2 separate regions of the Gossypium hirsutum genome follow, and region 1 is linked to region 2. Evidence: chromatin contacts called from public Hi-C data. All regions are on one chromosome and are shown on one strand. The core of a region is the stretch at or near the end of the contact, and the rest is flanking DNA. Distances in the headings are between cores, read along the strand shown.

Evidence for each region. Hi-C and Micro-C count contacts between places; a contact is called where the count stands out from the background.
Region 1: a Hi-C map of leaf shows a contact between it and region 2, with 2.0 times the contacts expected there. The contact joins two enhancer-like sites. A contact is called at or near these places in 5 of 34 Hi-C or Micro-C datasets (callus and leaf).

The regions. Positions count from the first base shown.
Region 1 is chrD03:45,994,552-45,998,363 of Gossypium_hirsutum_v2.1, reverse strand. No RefSeq gene overlaps it. Among protein-coding and RNA genes, the nearest start is that of LOC107944695, 3.2 kb to the right of the region's middle. Within about 2 kb of position 2,018, at least 7 of the 9 cell types and tissues checked have an H3K27ac peak or open chromatin away from gene starts, as enhancers often do. A contact at or near this core is called in leaf, where this site is marked.
Region 2 is chrD03:45,939,623-45,943,339 of Gossypium_hirsutum_v2.1, reverse strand. No RefSeq gene overlaps it. Among protein-coding and RNA genes, the nearest start is that of LOC107949957, 12 kb to the left of the region's middle. Within about 2 kb of position 2,074, at least 1 of the 9 cell types and tissues checked has an H3K27ac peak or open chromatin away from gene starts, as enhancers often do. A contact at or near this core is called in leaf, where this site is marked.

The DNA.
Region 1 (3,812 bases), core at 769-3,268, 55 kb before region 2:
ACCAAGAAATAGAATAGGTAAAAACAAAGAACCAGTAATTTTGCTTAATGTTTTTTTTTTCTATGTTTTCTTAAATAATGGATATTGGATATCTCTATACAGATAAATACAAGGAGAAAATTTAGAGGGTTTAAAAACAATTTTCCCTTATTCTCTCATTTTTTTTGTTTTTGAAATTTTTATCTACTTTTATTTAAATTTTAAAATTTTTTAATTTTTAAAAAGAATTTCAATTTTTATCATTTTATATACAGTCAGGTTCAAATTGACAAAAAAATATAGAAAATGATAAATAAAATTGTTATTATATTAACTAAAAAAGTGTCACTTAACAGTCGAGTGACAAAAAAAACTATTTCCAAAAATATTAGTGACCAAACTATAACTCTTTAGTAACTAAAACGAAAATTTACTCATAATTTAATAAATTTAATGAATAATGGTACAATTTACCATAAATGTAAATGTTTTTTGAATTTATCGACTATTAGTGAATTATGTATGGGCATATGATAATAAATTTAAATAAATATTAAAAAGATTGATAATTGATATTTGTGGACATGCCATCAATCTTACAGATACATGAATGTAGGATCCATCAATAGTGAAGGATGCTAACATTTTCTATTTGACAAGTCTACCGACAATCAAGTCTAATCTACTACTTGGCATTAAAAAGGAACATTAGCAGCAAGCAGACTGTTTAGAAGGCAAACAAAGACAAGGCCAATGTGATATCTGCAGCTATTTCTTGATTTGGTCTGCAGTTTGGACTTAGCTACAAGGCAATAATAATTAAGGGACCACTTCCTTTAATCATTTATATATATTATGGGGTCAATGAAACAGGCCACTGGCCCTGTTTGGAAGCCTGGAAAGTCATGGAAAATTGTTGGGGTCAACTAGATTCCGAGATGATTCTATGAGATTAAGAGATTTTTTTTGTAATGCTATGTACTGCTAATCCGTTGAGCGGATTATGCCCTGGCTTGCATTAACTCGAAAATTTGACTTGATTAATTTGAATTTGATTATAAAAGTTAATGAATTGATTTATCTAGCTTTGAACTTGGATTGACGTAAATTCAGATTGATCTATTCGAAATGACCATAATAAAGAACTTGAAATGATCTGAACAAGGACAGACTACTAGAACTCAAAATAACCCAAACCTTAAATGATTCAATTGAAAATTTTGAGTTTCAAACAGGAGTGAAGCCATAAAATTTTTCTTGGGAGCCCGAATTTAATTGTAAATCTTTAAAAGATTGAAATGCAATTTTACTATTGTATTAACTTACAATTATAATTTCATCTCAAAGCCTTTTGTCTGCTTTCAATCTCAAATACAAAATTAGTTGAATTTGAAATTAACCTAAATTCAAAATAAATTGAATAAAAAATTATCTAAAAATTTTAAAACCAAATTGATTCAATCCCGACCCAAAACTAATCTAATCAGATTTGGCATAAATTATGATGTCTTTGTTGAAAGCTTAAATCTGTACCATTGTTGAAAGATAGTCCGGTCCTCCCTTCGTCACCATCTAGAAATTAAGGGAAAGCTTAGCCGATATCTCAGGGGATGAATCCCTTTACAACGAGCAAGATTAGAAAGAAAACACGAACATATTGCCAGTGGAAAACCATCCCACTGAAAGAAGTTTGCTCTAGTCAAAGCAGCACAAGCCAAAGTGTGCGTTACCCGATTAGCAAGCCTTCGAACCCATTGAAAGGGTAACATACTAAACTGCACCCTAAACTTAAGACAGTCAGGTAATAAAATTCCCCAATCAGAGCGGCAAGCATAATGACCTGTTAAAGCTTGTACCAAACGGAAACAATTGACTCGATGATGACCGTAGCAACGGGCAAAGAACGAAGCCATGGTAGTGCTTCCCTAACCACCAGCACGGGATTCAAAATTGCACCCAGATGTCCTGTGCAACAGGGAACTAACTCACCACGCGAGTCTTGGAGCACAGTGCCCAGTAGTCTGCCTTAGCTGCACCTGATCAAACAACACATTGGCCTCCCTCCATTCCTGCAAATAAGCATTAAAAAATAGCACTGTACAAGCCCAATTTAGCCCGTACTAGAAAATAAACCAAATTATTAACAGTCTATTTACAAAATTTTAACCCAATTTTAACCCAAAATCACCAACCCAAACCTAAACAAATCAGCCCAAGTAAAACCCCAAACCCAAACCTAAAATATCTACCCATTACAACTAGAAACCCAATGACCTAGCCCAATACCCCTAACCCAACCAAATCCAACATGGCCCAAATGGCCCAAAGCAAAAAAGGTCTGGAAACCCTAGCCCTAGGTGCGCCGCACCTAGGGTCTTCAGACCCTTGCCCTGCCACCGTCGCCTCTGACTAGCGCCGCACCTCTGCCCACCTGCTCCGACCGCCCTGCAAAATGAAAAGACAACACACAACAAAGCAGACAAAAAAAGAAACAAGTTGTAAAGCAAAAACAGAAAAAGATAGGGCCTTGTATTTTCGTCTATAAAGCCATTTTTGAACAGATTGTAAAAGGGGGGAGATAGTCGAATAAAAAAGGAAAATATCAATAAAAAAATCAGAAGGTTTACTCATATCGCCATTTTAATTTTTGTTTCATTATTATCCTGTTTTTCTATTTTATTTTCGTATCTTTACACAAAAAAAATAAAGCAAAAAGAAAAAGAAAAAAAAAGAAAAGGGGAGAAGAACCTACCGGAGTCAATCGGCGTCTTTGTCGTCGGAGGCTCCTTCACCGGTGCCAAAATCGATCGTTGAGAACGTGAATTCCCCCTTTTCCTTTATTTTTTTGGTTGTTTTGAGACCAGATCCAGATTCAGGGAGTTAGGATCTAAAAAAGGGACCCTTTTTACTCTTGCTGGCCACCGTGCACGGCGACGGCCGGGGTGGTGGACACTGGTCGGACTCCATGATCAGGAGAGAGCCTTAGGGCTAGTTTGGATGGGCGGGGTGTTTACCTCCGGTGAGGTTAAAAACAGCGGTGGCGGTGAGATTAGTTACTGTAGCGGTGAGATTGGATACTGTAGCGGTAAGATTAGAAACAATGGTGGAGTGTGTGTTTGGATTCAAACGCAACTGTAGCGGTGAGGTGAGAATAAGAAATGACTATTAAGAACATCATATTAGAATTGATATATAATATAAGTTTTTTAAATTGTTTTACTTTTTTAAAATTATTAAAATTTGTGAATTTATAAATTCATTTAATAAAATATTAAAATGTATCTTCCAATATTTTAATGAATTATATAATTAATTTAAATTATTTATTAGATAAAATGATAATTATTTTTAATTTTTTATAGTTAAATATTTTTTTATAACAATGATAAATATTATTTTCAGAAATAGTAACATTATACTTGGATAAAATTTTGAAGTATCTAAACGGATGATTTTTAATAAAAAAATTTATACAAAAGACATAACAAGTTTCATTAAAACTAGAAATTAGGTTATGATACAAAATGTTTTTACAAATATGGATTCATTAAACTAGTTGCAATGGTTTCCCTTAACATCGTGATTTCAAGGTCACTTTCTCTGTTAGAAGAACTCGATTCACCTCTGTCAAACTGGCTTGAAGAGACTGGCATGTCGGGTATATTCTCAAATTCTCGAAAATCCTCATCATTTGACCAAGCATGTTTTCGAATGTAATTATGCAAAACCATTGTTGCAATAACTATTAAAACTTGCTTGTTGAATGAATAACTTGGAATATCTCTTAATATTGGCCATTTTTTTTCCACACTCCAAATGTTCGTTCAATCACA
Region 2 (3,717 bases), core at 825-3,324:
ACGTTCTGTTCTCTGATAAAAAAACAACGTCGTTATCGGTGTCACGGACCTCACCGTTATAGTAAATAACAACACTAATATGTTCATTCATTTTCAACCAAATTATCTGTCGAAAGAAATTTAAAAAAAAAATTATGCAAAAATATAATGATTTGTATAAATATTAATACGATAAATCAACTTATATCTTATCAACATCTTCAATTTCTATTCTTCTGAACTTCTTCAATTTTTATTCTTCTGAACTTCTTCAACTTCTCTTGCTGTAACTTATGCAACAAGAGAATGAAATTTGGCTCATTTATAGCGTAAGAGGTAGTAGGATGCACTGTCACCAACACTACTGAAAAGAGCATCCAGCTGGAAGCTTTTTTCAGTACTTTTTCTGACAGTGCATCCTGCTTGAAGCGTTTTTCAATCTATTTTTTCAAAACCATCTTCTCAAATTTATTTTTTCAGAAACAACTGTACAAAAAAAAAGGTCTAGCTGGGAGCTTTTTTTAGTACTTTTACTGATAATGCATCTTGCTTGAAGCGTTTTTCAACCTATTTTTTCAGAACCATCTTCTCAAAATTATTTTTTCAGAATCAACTGTACAAAAAAAGCGTCCAGCTTAGAGCTTTTTTTAGTACTTTTGCTGACAGTGCATCCTACTTGAAGCGTTTTTAAACCCAACTATCAGATTTCCCGTGAATCCCGGGATATTTTTTCAGAACTATCTTTTCAAAATTATTTTTTCAGAATCAACTATACAAAAAAAGCGTCCAGCTAGAAGCTTTTTCTGTACATTTACTGACTGTACAAAAAAAATCATCTCGTCAAAATAATTTTTTCAAAATGCATCACTTACCTATTAAAAAACCCTAAACCCAAATTTATTTTTTAAAAATTCTAAACTCTAATTTTTTTCAAAAACACTAACCCTAAACCATAAAACCTTAATTTATTTTTTCAAAAACCCTAACACTAACCAAACGCTAAAACCCTACCCATAAACCCTAATCACTAACATGCAAATAACCCAAAAACCCTAGAAAACACGATCTAAAGTGCTTCCACGTCAGCGTGTTTTTGCTGACATGGCAAAACCGCTCCCTCGAGGAGGCATTTTTTTTTAATTTCCCCTTAAAATACTTCCACGTAGGGCGTTTTGAGTTTTTTTGGCCCATTTCAGTAAATAATGTTTTAAGCAGCCCATTTCCGTAAATAATGTTGGAAATGGGTCTTTTTTAGTAAAATACCCTTAATATTGTACCATTAAAATCCTTCCGTCAATTTAATTGGGCATTGGATATGAATAGATCTAATGGGTTGGGCCACCCGTCCACTCAAAAAATGGAAGGGTTTGGACAAAAATATAAACCTGAAAAAATGGACTTGAATAAAAAAATAAAGCCTGTATTTTAAATGGGTCGGGCACTAGATAGGATTTTTTGGCCTGAGCTCGACCCGGCCCGAATCAATTGTTTCGCTACTATTTTTTGTTGTTGTTTCGGTGCTGTTTTGCTACCCTTTCGCTATTATATTACTACTATTTTGTTGTTATTGTTTAGATATTGTATAACTCTTATTTTATTGTTAATTTTGCTACTATTTTAAAGGCATTTGCTTGCTAAGTTGCAATTATTTTAGTGTTATTTAAGTATAAAGACTTTTCTCAATGTATTTTCAATTTTTTGAGAATTATTTATTTTAATATTTTTAGTATATTTGATATACTATATTTTTAAAAATTGATTTCATACAAAAAGTAATCTAAAATAAAATAATATGGATGGATCAGACTCAAATTTAACATTTTTAATCTGAACTAAATTTGAATAAAATTTTAGACCTATTTTTTAACTAAAGTGAACTTAAAAAACGAATCTAAAATTTTAAATCGACCCGACCCAAATAATGAGGTGTTAATATAAACCATATTTGTAAGCAAAAACAGTTGGAATGTGACATGAAAACTTAAGAGCCACTCCACTGTCGGTGAAATGAATGATGGTGGAAATGAAAGTGATCCATCAGACGACCAAGAAGACAACCCAAAATCTTTCAAAGATCCATTTCAATGGGTTACCTTTATTTTATCTACTGCTACTTCTAGGGCGGCCCCCAGCGACGGGCTTCGCCCCATAAATGCCTCAATTTTATATAAAGGGTTCATATTTTGTTTTTTAATTTATACGACTTTTTTTTAATAATTTTATTATAAATTTTAATCATATTTATTTTTTAACATAATGTCTAATTAAGTTACTTAGGATACAAATATATTAACTAGATTTTTTCAATATCTAGCTAAGTTATTCCCTGTTCGCAATAGCTATGTTAGGTAAGTTGAGTTAATTCATTAAAAACAAATTTAATCAGTTGATTAGTGCATCAAACATATTCTTATCTTACCCACAAATAATTTATTAGTTATCGCCACTAATGTTAACCTAAATCTATTCAATTTATATCTCAACTTTAATTTTTTTCAAGACAAATCAATATTATCATAGTAATACAAATTGTTGATCATGAAAGTAGATTTAACACGCACATGATTCAATAAATAATTAGCACAGATCAAAATAATTGGAGAGAAAAAATAATCAATTAACTAAAACATAAAATTAATTTTTTTTTGTTACACTTAAATAGGACCCAATTGATTTTATTCAAAATGTTATAAAAGTACGCCTATGAATGATCCATTTATGTTAGAGGATGAAGAATTGCTATCATAGTCTCCCAAGACTAGAAAATGTAGGAATAATTTCATCCTTTACAAAGAAAGGTATGTTATATAATGAAGGTTTTGTTTTAGATTAGTGTAATGAGTGGGGAATTTAAAGACCCACATGTGCACCACCACAATAAGGAACTATAACATGGAGCAAATGTTAATTTCAGTAATCAATGTTTCATAGAATTCTTGTTCATTATCATATCTAATAATTCATTGCCAATTCATCTTTTGCCCCCTCATGTGGCTCAATTGAAAATTTCACACAAAAAGCACCCATTTATCATATTTATAATATACTAATTCTTTTGAATTTATATTGTTAGAGTTGTGTGATCCGAATCTCGTCACTTGTTAAAAGAAATAAAATAAAGAGGCAAAATAGGGAAATCTGTGGGGGGCGAAGGATCGAGGATCGCACAAATTGAATCTATATAGGACTATACTTCTTCTATTAGACATTGATTATAACAGGATTGTTTAACCCTTAAAATAAGAGTAGTCGAACTCCTCTTGTATTATTGATTTTTCAACATTAGTGAATTTCTCCTCCTCTACCCGTAATTTTTTCTGATAAAGATTTTTAATGTAAAATATGTGTGTTATTGTTTTTCTTTCTTATTGCTTTGCGATCATTTTTATTGCCATTATCGATGTTATGTATAACATATTAAAAGTTTTTCTTTTATCCATGCTAGAGTTTAACAAAAGTTCTAAAATGTACTTATTCGAGTAGAGATAAAGTGTAATCATAAATCTTTAACTCCTTTGAATAAATTGTATAATTCTAATTTTAATTTTTTGGAAATATTAATAATTCTCTCTGTTAAATAAAAAAATTGTATATTTAATATTAAAAAAAGTTAAAAATTCAAATTAAATAAATTTAATGCAAAAGTTTAAGTGTAAGTGACCCTCCATTAGCATTATTATTCTTTATAGAAGAAATGTAATTAAAACAATATCTTTTTTAAAGAAAGTAATAACATTA